2 separate regions of the Oryctolagus cuniculus genome follow, and region 2 is linked to region 1. Evidence: chromatin contacts called from public Hi-C data. All regions are on one chromosome and are shown on one strand. Each heading gives the region's core, a stretch centred on a gene start, on an enhancer-like site or on the middle of the called end of the contact. The rest is flanking DNA. Distances are from core to core; before and after follow the strand shown. Region 1 overlaps RFX2 (regulatory factor X2). Region 2 holds the start of LOC138845617 (long-chain-fatty-acid--CoA ligase ACSBG2-like).

What was found. Hi-C and Micro-C count contacts between places; a contact is called where the count stands out from the background.
Region 2: a contact with region 1 is called in a Hi-C map of liver, with 8 times the contacts expected there. The contact joins the promoter of LOC138845617 here to the enhancer-like site in region 1. A contact is called at or near these places in 4 of 6 Hi-C or Micro-C datasets (ear pinna, liver, skin fibroblasts and 1 more).

What each region holds. Positions count from the first base shown.
Region 1 is chr16:60,476,510-60,483,696 of mOryCun1.1, forward strand. The region is part of intron 5 of RFX2 (regulatory factor X2); the gene reads right to left. Among named protein-coding and RNA genes, the nearest start is that of RANBP3, 24 kb to the left of the region's middle. Within about 2 kb of position 3,447, at least 1 of the 8 cell types and tissues checked has an H3K27ac peak or open chromatin away from gene starts, as enhancers often do. A contact at or near this core is called in ear pinna, where this site is marked.
Region 2 is chr16:60,539,918-60,547,104 of mOryCun1.1, forward strand. LOC138845617 (long-chain-fatty-acid--CoA ligase ACSBG2-like) reads left to right here and starts at 3,445. Exons shown (of 15, transcript XM_070058732.1): 1 at 3,445-3,650; 2 at 4,788-4,888; 3 at 5,272-5,501; 4 at 6,337-6,425. The coding sequence starts at 3,637.

The DNA.
Region 1 (7,187 bases), core at 2,197-4,696:
AGGACCGGGTGCAAGCAAAGTCAAACCCCACGCCAAGGGTGGGCGTGTGTGCCTGGGGAGGGCTAACAGGAGGGCCCCGCCCTTGGGGCTGCCCCCCCCCCCCAGCTGGGCTCCTGCAGACGCCAACATGGAAGGAGGAGTCACGTGCAAGGGGCAGGTTCGAGGAGCTGTGCCCTCCCCCCGCCACGTCATCGCCCGGGACGGAGGGCCTGAGCAAGTGCCTCGTGCAGTCCCCGCTGGCCACCGAGCTGCCCGGAGCCAGGGCTCCCCCAGCTTCCTGCACAGGCCCTACAGCCACGGGTCTTCTCCCTCAAGGCAGACAACGGCCAAGAACCTCCGATCGCTACAGCCGGCAGCTCTCAGTTGCTGCTACCCTTTGCTCAGGTGACCAGTTCCTTACAGCCTCGAAGCCAGGAAAACTGGGCTTCCCGATCCCTTTTTGTGGTTGCCCATTTCGGCGTTTGTTGTCTTTTTCGCGTGCGGCTGCACTGCCGGGCGCTTCCGCGGGAGCTCGCCTGCACTAAAGAGTCCCCGTGACACCCCGGCCGGGCGGCGTAAAGAGTCCCCGTGACACCCCAGCCGGGCGGCGCCGCCTCCTCTCAGCGCACAGACCCTGTCTTCACCGTCCCTCCCTGTGGAAGGAGACACTCGCTCGCTCGCTCGCTCCCTGCACACTGCTGGGCTGGGTCTCTTGCTCCCTCTCTGCCCTCCAGCGTCCTCTCCCTGTCTGGTTTTTACGCCACGAGCAGCCCGCCGAGGCCGACACACACTTACATGGCTGTTGAGTAAACCGCTTTTGTGTGATGTGATTCCTTCGCTTTTTTGGAGGTTTTCAATCGCCATTTCAAGCTACAGAAAATGTGTGCAGAGACAAGACAAAACAAAACGGGGGAAAAGGAAATCAGATGGTTAGCATGAGCCAAGGTCTGCTGTTACTAACATCCAAATAACGACTGCAGCTCCTCAGAATCACACAGGGCCGGTTCAGTGGTGAGCCCAGAGCCGAGCGGGGCGGGCCAGTACAAGCAGCAGGCTCAAGTCACAGGGTCAGAACTCGCCACCGCACTTCAGTTAGGCCGCCGGCAGCAGCGCCGGCGTCCCACACTGGAGCACCTGTTCGAGTCCCGGCTTCTCTGCTGTGGCCTGGGAAAGCGGTGGAGGACGGCCCAAGTGCTTGGGGCCCTACCACCCACGCAGGAGACCTGGATGGAGTACCTGGCTCCTGGCTTTGGCCTGGCCCAGCCCTGGCCATTGTAGCCACTGGGGGAGCAGACCAGCAGATGGAAGACATCTCTCTCTCTCTTTTTGTCACTTTGCCTTTCAAATCAAATCGAATCTATCTTAAAACAAAACAAACCCTCTGCCACTGCACTGGGACAGGATTGGCAGGTGCCCAGGCACAGCACGCTAATCGGCAGTCACTCTGCTGCTTGGAGAATCAGACGAACAAAACCAAAGATGTCAATGGTCTTGACCTCCCAGCCAGCCTGTCCTGACACATAGTCTGAGGTCTCCTTGCTGCGCGCTTCGGGAAAACACCACCAAGGCCCAAGATACACACAGGCCCTGCCATGGGCAGGTGTAGGCCCGGGGCCCCTGTGCAGTCACAGTGACCAAGCCCGGGTGTTTGTGGAGTGAGGCTGTGCGGAAAGGACATGGAGTCCTGGAAGCAGTCGAGGGAGCTGAGGGCTGGACTTCCAGAGGGTGGGCAGGGCTGTGAGCTGGGCGCACAGGGCCAGGTGCAGGGGTGCTGGGCAGGCCTATGCCCAGCCAGAAGCACCAGCCGCACATGGCCCCCACGTCTGCACTTGTTGAACTTGACCTAGCTCACGTGTGGAAGTCGGGAAGTGACGATCTCAGTCATCGTGACAGAAAAGACCAGGAGCGTAAATGCAGGCGCACTTTGATTTTCCCAAAGCACCCCTGGATGGCAAGGACTTCTGCACGAGGCAGGCCCAAGGTGGCTCCACAGCCCGGGCCCCCAGAGCCAAGCTGGAGAATGGTACTGCCTCTGGAGGCCTCTTCTGCCCACAGAGGGTCTTCTCGCATTCGCCACGCCTGCCACAAACCAGGGAAGGTGCCAGGGTCCCTTCTCCCAGGGCCCGGGTGAGGGAGAAGTAAACACACACGCGTCCCTGAGCCTTGCCCTGTGGCCATGCAGACCCACAGCCTGGGCAGGGAGGTACACACGCCCGCCCGGGCCTGGGGGCAGAGTTCAGGACCCTCTGGAAGCCCCACTCCCAGGTGGCCTTGTCGGGTGCACAGCACACTGGGAAGGGCAAGAGAAGCCACTATATGTCTGGCATAGCGGGTCTCAACCATGGAGCCTCCTCTCCCCTAGAGCTAGAGGGGCTGCGAGGCGCCACACGCGCAGAGGGGAGCAGGAAAAGAAGTCCTGCTGGGGCGTCAGTGCTGTGTCTGTGTGGAAACGTTGTACAGTACCCCAAAAATGTGCAAGGGGTCCAGCAGTCCACATCAATCAAAAGTGGCACACATATACCATAACAAAGAAGAACTGAAAGCCAGCACACCACTCACCCAGCTCCGAAAACCTGGAATGCGTACGAGAGTCCAACAGTGCGGGCTGGGGCCCCTTGCCGGAAGCCAGCCACCCTGCATTTCCCAAAACCTCGCGTCCACGAACTCAACCGACTGCGACTGAACGAGCTTGTTAAGGGGCCGGCGCTGTGGCGCAGCGGGTTAAAGCCCCAGTCTACAATGCCGGCATCCCATATGGGTACCAGTTCAAGTCCTGGCTGCTCCACTTCTGACCCAGCTCCCTGCTATGGCCTGGGAAAGCAGTAGAGGATGGCCCAAGTGCCTGTGTGGGAGACCCGAGGGAAGCTCCTGGATCCTGGCTTTGGATTGGCCCAGCTCTGGCCGTTGTGGCCAGTTGGGGAGGAGCCGGCTGATGGAAGACCTCTCCCTCTCTGCCCCTTCTTCCCTTTCTGTGTAACTCTGACTTTCAAATAAATAAATAAATCTTAAAAAAAAAAGCAGACCTGCAGAGGCGGGGAGAGGACGGGGGAGCGTGAGGACGGGTCGGTGGCTGCGTCTCAGCCCGAGGAGCAGAGGGGAGAGCGAAGCCAGGACTCCGCCAAGCACGTGAGAAACACTACACGAGTCGGGGAGGGAGGCTCCGAGCGCGCCTGGGGATACAGCGGCTGCCAACCTCCCACGTTCAAGTCTCCACAAACCTCGAGACAGGTGACCATCAAACTGCGGACGCATCGCGGATGCAGGACCTGGTCAGAGCGACAGCCAACCTCAGCGGGAGCGGCGGAGGCCGGGGCAGTGGGGCGCCCACACCACAGATTGTCACCCAGCCACAAGTGGCATGGAGCCGGCGCGCCGCAGCCTGGACGACCGCTGGAGCCACGGAGCCACGAGAGCTCAGCCCAGAACTCGCAGCGCGAGGCTCCTGTCAGGAAACGCACGGCACGGGCAGGTCCCAGGGACGGGGCGGGGCCGTGGGGAGCGACTGCCACAGGTGCTGGGGTCCTCTGAGCCGGTGGAATGTTCTGGAACCAGAGGTAGGTGCTGGCTGCACGGGGAAGGTTCTGAATGCCACTACTGGCGCACTTTAAGTGGTGAATTTCATGTTGTATAACTGAATCTTCCTGTGAAAAATGAGTACTGCCTTGCATTTTGGATGGCTGTTTCACCGATGGGTGTTTTTATAACACCACGCATTGGTCATCCGGAAAATATGGCTTCGCTGGGTTGGCAGGCCTCCCAAATGCTGGCATGTTTCATTGAACACAGCAGGAAATCACATTTGTTAATATCACCACCCATCAGGAAGCTGCCAGGGCCCCTGGTGGCAGACAAGTTTTCCAAAATTCTTATTTTTTGTTTGAAAACTTGAACTGCAGAATTGGCAACAGAACCCAGGCAGCCGTCTTCCTGAATGTCAAGTTTACTTGGCTCACTTCTGAGAAGCCTCAGTCAAAACACGGGGTCTGAACAATCCTTGCGTTGTTCGCTCAGGCAGGGGTGGGCCTCTCCTGGGGCGTGTGCTGTCCTGGGGCATGTGCCATGTCCTGGGTGGGCACCCTGGGTCCCGGGGGACGTTCCCACACGGGAAACTGCCATACAGAGCCATTCGGGGCTGCCGCGTGGTGGGTGGGGCCGGCCGAGGGCAGGGTGCTCAGCCAAGTTGGTAAGAAGAAGGGAGATGGTAAGAGAGGGAAGCCCGGGGTGGGGGCGCCACCTCTGCCCACGCAGCACGCGCTCCAGGGCAGGGCACGTCCCCATACCCAAGTAAGAAGGGAGACCACAGCTAGCCGGGCGCTGCCTCCCCATGAGCCATGCTCCGCCACAAGGCCCTCCCCACACACGGGCACCACGCCCTTGACCCTTCTGCTGCCCAGGCATTGTTACAACAGAGAGAGCAGACCAGGGAGGCCCGGAGGGGCCTGGCAGGTGTTCCCACCTGGGGAGAAGCCACAGCTGCTTTCCTGCGCACATTCAAAGCCATCCGGCGTCACACCAGCTGAACACAATCAGGTAAGGAAGAGACCGCTCGCCCGTCCGGCATCTGCCAAGAGTGTGCTAGAAGACTTGGCTTCGGGAAGCCTGAGGAGTCTCTGGCGTGCACCCCTCAGCCCTCTGCAGTCTCTGCTCGACCTGGACTTCAGGGCTGTGGCTCCCAGTGGTCCCAGTTCCCAACAAGACACCACGTGCACTTTCATCATCAACACCTGATCAACGCTGTCTTCGTCAGGGCCTCTCCTGCCTGACCCCTCCCCTCTGCCCCTTCAGCCTCCCTGGACGTAACCAAACGGCAAATCAGGAGGCTCCACCCGGGCAGAAAGTTCAAGAACAAACCTGTCAGTTTAGCATGAGGTTTTAAGAAAGCAGAAATGTGGCTGGCGCTCACTAGGCTAATCCTCCGCCTTGCGGCGCCGGCACATGGGGTTCTAGTCCCGGTCGGGGCACCGGATTCTGTCCCGGTTGCCCCTCTTCCAGGCCAGCTCTCTGCTGTGGCCAGGGAGTGCAGTGGAGGATGGCCCAGGTGCTTGGGCCCTGCACCCCATGGGAGACCAGAAGAAGCACCTGGCTCCTGGCTTCGGATCAGCACAGTGCCGGCCGCGGCGGCCATTTGGGGGTGAACCAACGGCAAAGGAAGACCTTTCTCTCTGTCTCTCTCACTGTCTAACTCTACCTGTCAAAAAAAATTGCTTTTATCAAAAGCTCATCTTTGGGGCTGCATTGAGGTGGTGTTTAAGCTGCCATCTACGACACTGGCACTCCACACGTGAGTGCTGGCTCAAGTGCTGGCCACCCCACTTGCCATCCGGCTTCCTAGAGGCATCTGGGAAAGCAGTGGAGGGTGGGCCCTGCCCCCCCGCCCCGTGCTAGAGACCCGGATGGAGCTCCTGGCTCCTGGCTCCAGCCTGGCCCAGCCCCAGCTGTTGGGGCCATTTGGGGAGTGACCCAGTGGATGGAAGACCTTTCTCTCGCAGCCTCTCAAATAAGGAAATCTTTAGTAAACTTCACTTGCAGACTTATGACACGGATGTCAACTGGAAATAAACACCCAGGCATATTCACGCCTCCACGTCTGAAGCCCCTCACTGAGGCTGTGGGGGGTGACCTGCTTGGGTGTTCAGGATCAACTCAAAGTCCCAGAAAACAGGGCTGCAGCCCAAACACAGGGAGACGGTGCGCCTGGGATGCGGAGCCGCTGGCCCTGGGCCTGGCCCCGGCGAAGTGGCCGGGACCTCAGCAGCCTCCCCGTGAGCGGCTCCCGGGCCCCACACGCCAGCCAACATGAGCAGCAGGATGCAGCGGGATGCGGGCTTCCGGCGGTCGGGAAGGGGCAGTCTCTCCGGAGCGACCCAGACAGCAGGCGTGGCAGCAGGGAGGAGCCAGCGGCTGAGTGCCCGTGAACCGCCCATGAGCGTGCCGGGACGCGGAGAACACGGCTGCCCTCGGCACCTGTGTGACTGCGAGCCTGTGTGTCCTGGTGCACACCGATGTCGCGTGCCGCAGTCACGAGATGGAGTGTCACCCAGAGGGCGGCGTTTGTGTTCCGGGCCCTGCGTGCTGGTGGTGCTGGGGGCTACGGCACGCCGCCACACCTCCAGAACGCAAGCGACTGCCCAGGGCAGCACCACATGCAGTGCCGCGTCGGCCAGTCCTGGCTGCTCCCTCCAGCGCACCCGGGAAGGCGGCCGGCCACGGCCCAAGTGCTTGGGGTCTGCCTTCAGCCTGGCGCAGCCCGAACATTGTGGGCGTTTGAGGAGTGAACCAGTAGATGAGAGCTCTGTCTCTTTTAAAAAAATGTTACTTAGTTATGTTCACTTTATCTGAAAGGCAGAGTAAGAGACAGACTCACGGAGAGATCTTCCATCTGCTGGGTCACTCCCCAAATGCTCGCATCAGCCAGGGCTGGGCCAGGAGCCAGAAACACAGCCCAGGTCTCCCTCGCGGTGCAGGGACCCAAGCAGTCCAGCCATCGCTGCCTCCCAGGGTGCACGCCAGCCAGGAGCTGATGGAAGCGCAGCCGGGACTTGAACACAGAGCTGACAGGGGGCGCTGGCGAGCTAGCAGCCGTCTTGTCTGCTGCACCCAATGCGCTCAGATCAGGGAGGGGGGCAGGAGCGCCAAGGGGAAAATCGATGAACTGCATATGACAGAGAGTTTTTCTTTGCAAAAGTCATTCTTTAGAGAATGAAAAGACACTTGGAAGACGGAGAGACGGGGAAGACGTATCCGACGTATCCGACGGGGGCCTGCATCCCGGATCTAAAGACCTGCCCGAAGTCAACAGAAGGAAACAGACGGCGGAGACGCAAAGCCGGCGCCAAGAGCGGCCCGGAAGCGCGCTAGGCCGGGAACGGCTTTCTCCAGCGTCAGCCCCCGGGGCGCGGCCCGGCCCTGGGGAGCTGCGCATGCGCTCGTCACAGATGCACCCAGGGCCGGCTGGGGCGGCGGGGCCGCGGACACCTGCTGGGGGACGCCGCGTGCACACACACACACACGCGCACACACACATGCACACACGCACGCGCAAACACACACATGCACACCTGCGCGCACACACAGAGCACAGCAGCGGCGATTCCTCTGCGCGCATCCACCCAAAAGCAAGAGCTGAAGTCCTGCGTGTGCTCCTCAGCCCTGCGGTCTCACCAGGGCGAGGCCGGAACCGTCAGGCAGGGACTGGCGGGGGACGCGCA
Region 2 (7,187 bases), core at 2,195-4,694, 63 kb after region 1:
TGCGCCGGCCGCAGCGCGCCGGCCATTGGAGGGTAAAACAACGGCAAAGGAAGACCTTTCTCTCTGTCTCTCTCTCTCACTGTCCACTCTGCCTGTCTCAAAAAAAAAAAAAAAAAAAGTTAGGAAGACAGAAATGGATAGAAAACATTCTATCAACACCTGCATCAGGTTTTGTTAAAGATTTGTTTTTATTTATTTGAAAGGGAGAGAGAGAGAGAGAGAGAGAGGTCTTCCATCCTCTGGTTCACTTCTCAAATGGCTGCAACGGCCAGAGCTGGGCCGATCCAAAGCCAGGAGCTTCTTCCAGGTCTCCCACATGGGTGCAGGGGCCCAGGCACTTGGGCCATCTTCTACTGCTTTCCCAGGCCATTAGCAGAGAGCTGGGTGGAAAGTGGAGCAGCCGGGACTCGAACCAGCGCCCCCATGAGATGCCAGTGTTAGAGGCGGCGGCTTCACCCGCTATGCCACAGCGCTGGCCCCTCCACTGGGTTTGTTCTCCACAGGTTTTGTGTGCTAGAAGCTTGGTCCGCAGCATGGCCGTGGCCAGGGCCACCCTCATCCCCCAGGGCTGGGACGTGGGTCAGACCACACGACCTCCCCCACCAGGCCTGTGTGATCCTGAACACGTGGCCCCAGGGAAGAGCACAGGTCGCCTGTGCGGGACACAGGGGTTGTCCGTGGACTTGGGCCACACATGGAGCTCCCAACAGGGCAGGCAGCTGTCACTGCGGTTAGAACGCTGCTTGGGCCCTCTCGTCCCATGTCTAAGGACCCGGGGTCACGTCCTGGCTCGGGGTCCTGCCAAGGTGCACCCTGGGAGGCGACAGTGCCTGCTCCCGTGTGGGAGCCGTGGGTGGAGCTCCAGGCTCCCGGCTTCAGCCTGGCTCAGCCCTGGCTGTGGCAGGTATTTGGGGAGTGAAGCAGCAGATGGAAGACTTTTTCCCTAATACAATGGAAATAAACGAAAAAAGGGTTTTAAAGTTCATGGCAAAGTAGAATTTAAAGAAAAAGCTTAGGGCCGCATCCCCGTACTGGGGGACCAAGTTCAAGTCCGGGCTCCAGCGCCTGACTGTGGCGTCCTGCTGCACGCACCCCGGGACGCTGCAGCAAGTGACGGCTCGAGCAGCCGGCCCCCTGTACCCACAGTGGAGACCCAGGCTGAGCGCCCGGCTCCTGGCTGCAGACCCCCGTTCCCAGCCCCTGTGGCCATTTGGGGAGTGAACCAGCGATGGAAGACCCCCCTGTCCGCCATTCTGCCTCTCAAACACATTTCTTAAATTACTTTTAAAAAGCTTATTTGGGGGGCGAGCACTGTGGTGCAGTGGGTTAAGTTGCAGCCTGTGATGCTGGCATCCCCTCTGAGCGCCGGTTCGAGTCCCGGCTCCTCCACTTCCAACCCAGCTTCCTGCAAATGCGCCTGGGAAGGCGGCAGTAACGGCCCAAGCGCTCGAGCCCCAGCCACCCCCGTGTGGGACCTGGATGCAGCTCCCGGCCAGGCCCTGGCCACTGCGGCTATTTGGGGAGTGAACCGGTGGATGGAAGACCTCATTCTGCCTGTGTCTCCCTCAGCGTCACTTTGCCTTTCAAATAAATAAAATAAATCTCAAAGAAAAAAAAGGTTCATTTTGGTGAGCCCCCGCTTTTTCACCGATCGTATCTGCCATGAACTTTCACACGGCCTCATGGGTACAGATTTCAAAGTCTGGGGGCACCAACATACACGTGTCCTTTAGCCCCATTCTCTTGCAGACTTCTGAAGCCCCCCGCGGTTATAGCGCTTGCTCGCGCCCCAGTCTGGTGCCCTGAGTGTGCCTCGCTCCCTCCTCACTGTTGTCTCCTCCCATGGGCTCCACCCTTTAACCCAGGGGTCGGAAAGCTGGAGTCCGCGGGCCGGGCCGAGCCTGCCACCTGCTGTCCGGTGTGAAACGTGCTGCGGCTGCCCTCAGTGAGACAGTCACCTGCGATGCTAAAAATAGTTGCTGTCCGGCCCCGTACAGAAAAATTTCTACTGCCTTCTGCGCAAATGGAGAAAGTAAAACCCAGGGAGGTCAGGCTTCAGGTACAGCTGGATCCAGGGGCTCCGAGGCTGCCACCAGAACCTGATCTCCCCTTACCCACGCTCCGGCTCTGCTTTCCCTGTGCTGGGCTCGCTCCTGGGGGCAAAGTGGCTGCCGGAGATCTTACCCTTTCAGCAGTCCAGTGTGAAGACATTCTCTTCTTTTTAAATAAGGTGTAGGAGTGGCAGGCGCCGCAGCTCACTAGGCCAATCCTCTGCCTAGCGGTGCCGGCACACCGAGTTCTAGTCCCGGTCGGGGTGCCGGATTCTGTCCCGGTTGCCCTTCTTCCAGGCCAGCTCTCTGCTGTGGCCAGGGAGTGCAGCGGAGGATGGCCCAAGTACTTGGGCCCTGCACCCCGTGGGAGACCAGGAGAAGCACCTGGCTCCTGGCTCCTGCCATCGGATCAGCGCGGTGCGCCGGCCGCAGCGCGCCGGCCGCGGCGGCCATTGGAGGGTGAACCAACGGCAAAGGAAGACCTTTCTCTCTGTCTCTCTCTCTCACTGTCCACTCTGCCTGTCAAAAAAAAAAAAAAAAAAGGTGTAGGAGTGTGTGTGTGTGTGTGGTGTGTGTGTCACTGTATGAGGACATACATGTGTTTGAGTGTACATGTGTGGTTGTGTGTCTTAGTGTGTGAACACATGTGTGTGTGTGCTGAGTGTGCACTGTGCCAATCAGAGGCGGAGACTCCGGTGCCTGGCCACCAGCCTGGGAGCCCGGCTCAAGGTCACCCCCCACCCCCGTCACTCTCAGCTCAGGAGGCAGGACGTCAAGGATGCCCTGGCGTGTTCACTCCCTTTGCACATTTGAACCGAAGCCAACTTCCAGTCTCAGGACTTGAGCTGTCTGCCTGAGAATGTCAGGTCCCCGTGCCCCCCGACCGCCTCCCCGCCATCCCCCCAAAAGGTGAGAGGACCCGCCTCCTCCTCGCCCGGGGGGCCACTCCTGGTGAACACACTAGCTCCGGGCATCAAGCCGCCCTCCAGTGCGGTGCCCGCCCAGCCTGGCGCAGCCCGGGGCCTAATTCTGGTCCAGCGCCTGGGTTCAAGTCCTGGCTCTGCTCCCGATTCCCGCTCCCCGCTCCCCGCTACTGCAGACCCTGGGAGGCGGCAGTGCCGGCGGCTCGAGCACTTGGGAGACCTGGGTGGGGTTCTGAGCCCCCAGCTCCGGCCCTGGCTGTCAGGGGGAACTGGGGAGTGAACCAGCAGATAGGAGACCTGTGTCTCTCGTGGCTCAAGGCACAAACGCACGCGTGGATGAACGAACGATGAGTGAGAAGCAGACGATAACATCTGCCCTTGGAAGCAGGTCCCTGCTGGGGGGGTGGGGCAGGGGTATCCAGTGATGTCACAAAAGGTTCTAGAAGGTTCCGGAAGGTTCTGGAAGGTTGAATGGGGTAGAAGACCTATTGGAGAGGGGGGAACTGCCCACCTTCCTGCCCTCCCTCCACCACCAGCGTCCAGGCCAGCCCTGGAGGGTGACGAGGGCCGGGGAGGGGAGGGGCTGCCCGTCCGCCGTCTCCGTGGGAGGGGCAGATGTCACAGCTCCTGATGCCTGACCGTGGCCGCCCAAACCCTACCTCATGAAGAGGGGCAGGTGCCGGGGCCTGGGGGTGGGGCACGCGGTGGCGGGAAGCTACGGAGACCCGAGTCCCCATCTTGCCTTCAGCGCCCTTGTTGAACTCGCTTCTCCTCGCTTTTCAGTGGGCTGGAGCCGGGAGCGTTAGCCGTGTTAGCTGCAATTTCCTATTTTATAAAGAGTTTATTTTCATCTGCTTGAAAGAGCAATAGACAGACACACACACACGCATCTTCCGTCCATTGGTTCGCTGCCCAGATGGCCACAACAGCCAGGGCTGTGCCAGGCCGAAGCCAGGAGCGCAGAATCCCATGCGGGTCTCCCACGTGGGTGGCACAGGCCCCGCACCTGCTGCTGCCTCCCAGGGTGCAATGCGCGCGAGCAGGGAGCTGGACCCAGACCCAGGCGAGACGCGCGGGAATTCTGCGTCTAGCCCACGCTCCCACGTCGGCCACTTGCCTGCGGCTCCAGAATGATGCGCCCTCGGGGCTCGCCAGGCTAACTTCACAAAGACGATTGTGTGGCTCGGGCGCTGGCCAGGCCCCGGGGTAGGGGGCCACTTGGCAGGGGCAGGAGGAGGCAGCGAAACGTCTCCCCACCCCGCACCTGCAGGGGCCCCGGAGCGCTCCTGGGGGACAGCGCCACCTGGAGGCTGCGCCCGCAACGCGCAGTCCGGGGGGGGGGGGCGAGGTTGTGCGGGTCCTGAGCTCATGGGGGGGCAGCCCGAGGCAAATCCCGCAGCCACAGGCGCTCCGTGCAGCGCCTGGAGGGCTGGCCGCCATCTGGGGAGCAAGTCAGTGGATGGAAGGTCTCTCTCTCTCTGTCTCTCTTTCAAAGAAATAAAATGAATCTTTAAATTAAAAAAGCAGAAAGCTGCATGTATACCGAACAACAGGTAATTGTTAGCAAGCATTAGGAGTCACCTAGAGATAATTTACAGCTTAGGGCCGGGAGCTGGTGTCGGGCACAGCAGGTGACGTCCCAGGTGAGCACTGCTTCAGCTCCCTGCCATCTGGCACACCACCCCTCTCCTCTCCTGCTCAGCCCGGGGCAGGCATGACGAATCCACCCCCGGGGTTCTCGGCAGACACGAGCAGTGGATGGAAGCTGGTCCCTCTGCCGGCCCTGCTCAGGGGCCTGCTCTTTGCCTTGCAGTAGTATGAAAAGCAGTCCCGTGGAGCCCGGGAAGCCTGAGCCCCCAGCGACTCAAGAGGAGGAGGCCGAGGACCATGCAACAGAGGCAAGCAAAACACCAGGTACGCTGGGCCGGGGAGGCTGGCTGACTGCGCCATCCTTGGCCCAAGCCTCAGGCCTTGGCCGAGGTGCCTGACCCTCTGGGGGCCACCTGACCACTCCTCCCAGGCGGGTGATGGACAGTGTAGGGCGGGGCCTCCTTTGCGCAGTGTCTGGCCCCTGCTGCTCCACGTGCACGCAGTGTGGCCACAGCGGTGCGCACACGGCCGTGCTGGACCGAGGGGCCTCCCGTGGCCGCGGGCAGCCGCCTTCTCCAAGCTGCCCTTTCGCAAGGGAGAAGGAAAACCACCACTTAGGGGCAGGGGTGAAGCCACCGTGGGGGACGCCCGCAGCCCTGGCTTCCAGTCCCGGCTCCACTTCCAACGCCCCCGGTGCCTGCCTGCAGTCTCTCCCAGCCTGTGGACCGTCCAGCGAGACGGAGAGGTCCTCCTGCGACTCTCAAAGCACGGGCCGGGCCACGAGACCCCCATGACCATCCCCGAGTTCTTTCGCAACTCAGTCAACCGATTCGGCGCTTACCCGGCGCTGGCGTCCAAGAGCAGCAGGAAGTGGGAGATCCTGAATTTTAACCAGTACTACGAGGCCTGCCGCAGGGCCGCCAGGGCCCTCATCAAGGTACGGCCGCCCGCTGCTGCTCCGGCCCCTCCCACCCCATCCGGGGCCAGGCAGCAAGGCGACCGGGGAAGCGTTCGGCGGGACCCCTGGCCCTCAGCCACCCAGTTCCCCAGCTCTTATCTCAGTGTCTTGATTGTGTATTTGGAAGGCAGAGATGGAGATGGAGGGAGATGGAGAAAGACTGACACCTGCAACCCGCTGGCTCCCTCCCCAAATGCCCACAGCAGCCAGGGCTGGGCCAGACTAAGGCAGGAGCTGGGAACTCATCTGGTCTCCCACGCGGGTGGCAGGGACCAAGGCGCTGGGCGTCACTGCTGCCGCGCGTCCTACTGGTCACACAGACTGACCTCCACACGCCCGGGATGCGTCCCAGGGACCGCTGAAAGACAGTAGTGATGGCCCAAGGACTTGGGTCCAGGGCGCCCACAGAGGAGACCAGGATGGAGCTCCCGGCTCCAGCCTGGCCCAACCCTGGCCGCTGCAGCCGTTTGGAGAGTAAGCCAGCAGATGGAAGCCTTCTCTCTCTCTCTCTCTCTCTCTCTCTCTCTCTCTGCCTTTCAAATAAATAGCAAATGCATAAATAATGCTTTTATAAAAGAGACATACATCAGTCTACACATCACTGGAGATTCACTCTGTCTGCACCAGTGGTGTCTCAGTCTCAGGTGTCGGCACACTGACGCCTTCCGTTAGATTCTTGGCCAGCCTCGCAGCCTGGGATGAGGGGTGGGGGGATCAGACGCCCCCACAACGGGCCGGCAGAGGGGGAAGCAGCCCGGGACGAGGGTGGGGGCCCAGACGTGACGGCGCGCCCCTGCCTCTGCTTCCCTCGCAGCTGGGCTTGGAGCGCTTCCACGGCGTCGGGATCCTGGGATTCAACTCCACGCAGTGGTCCGTGGCCGCCCTTGGCGCCATCCTAGCAGGGTAAGGCGGCCCTGCCCCGGGCCGAACAGCAGGGCACTGCCGTCCCAGAGACACTGGGCTGGGCAGGGGGTCTCAGACTCAGAAGTAAAAAGGCAAAAATCTCCGAGCAGCACTCGCCACTGGCCCCGGGGAACTGCTGGTGAAGAGCCCCCGGGGACGCCTCCAGCAGCTGAGTGGTGGCTAAGACTCCCTTGCTGTGGGACCCTGAGCAGGCAACACTGCTGGCCTGGCCCCTGCTTTCGTCTTCTGTAAAACGGGGTGCTGTCAGTGTCCCCAGGACGACTGACATCATGCCAGTCTCATCATTCCGGGTTTCATCACTGTTAAGTTGTGGAAGCCGGCGCCGCGGCTCACTAGGCTAATCCTCCGCCTTGCAGCGCCGGCACACCGGGTTCTAGTCCTGGTCGGGGCATCGGATTCTGTCCCGGTTGCCCCTCTTCCAGGCCAGCTCTCTGCTGTGGCCCGGGAGTGCAGTGGAGGATGGCCCAAGTGCTTGGGCCCTGCACCCCATGGGAGACCAGGAGAAGCACCTGGCTCCTGCCATCGGATCAGCGCGGTGCGCCGGTTGCAGCGGCCATTGGAGGTGAACCAAACGGCAAAGGAAGACCTTTCTCTCTGTCTCTCTCTCTCACTGTCCACTCTGCCTGTCAAAAAATAAAAAAAGAAAACAAACAAACAAAAAAAACCACTGTTAAGTTGTGGGGCAAGGGGACTGCAAACTCAGAATTTGCCTGGGACCCTCCCCCCTTCTCTGGGCTTCCG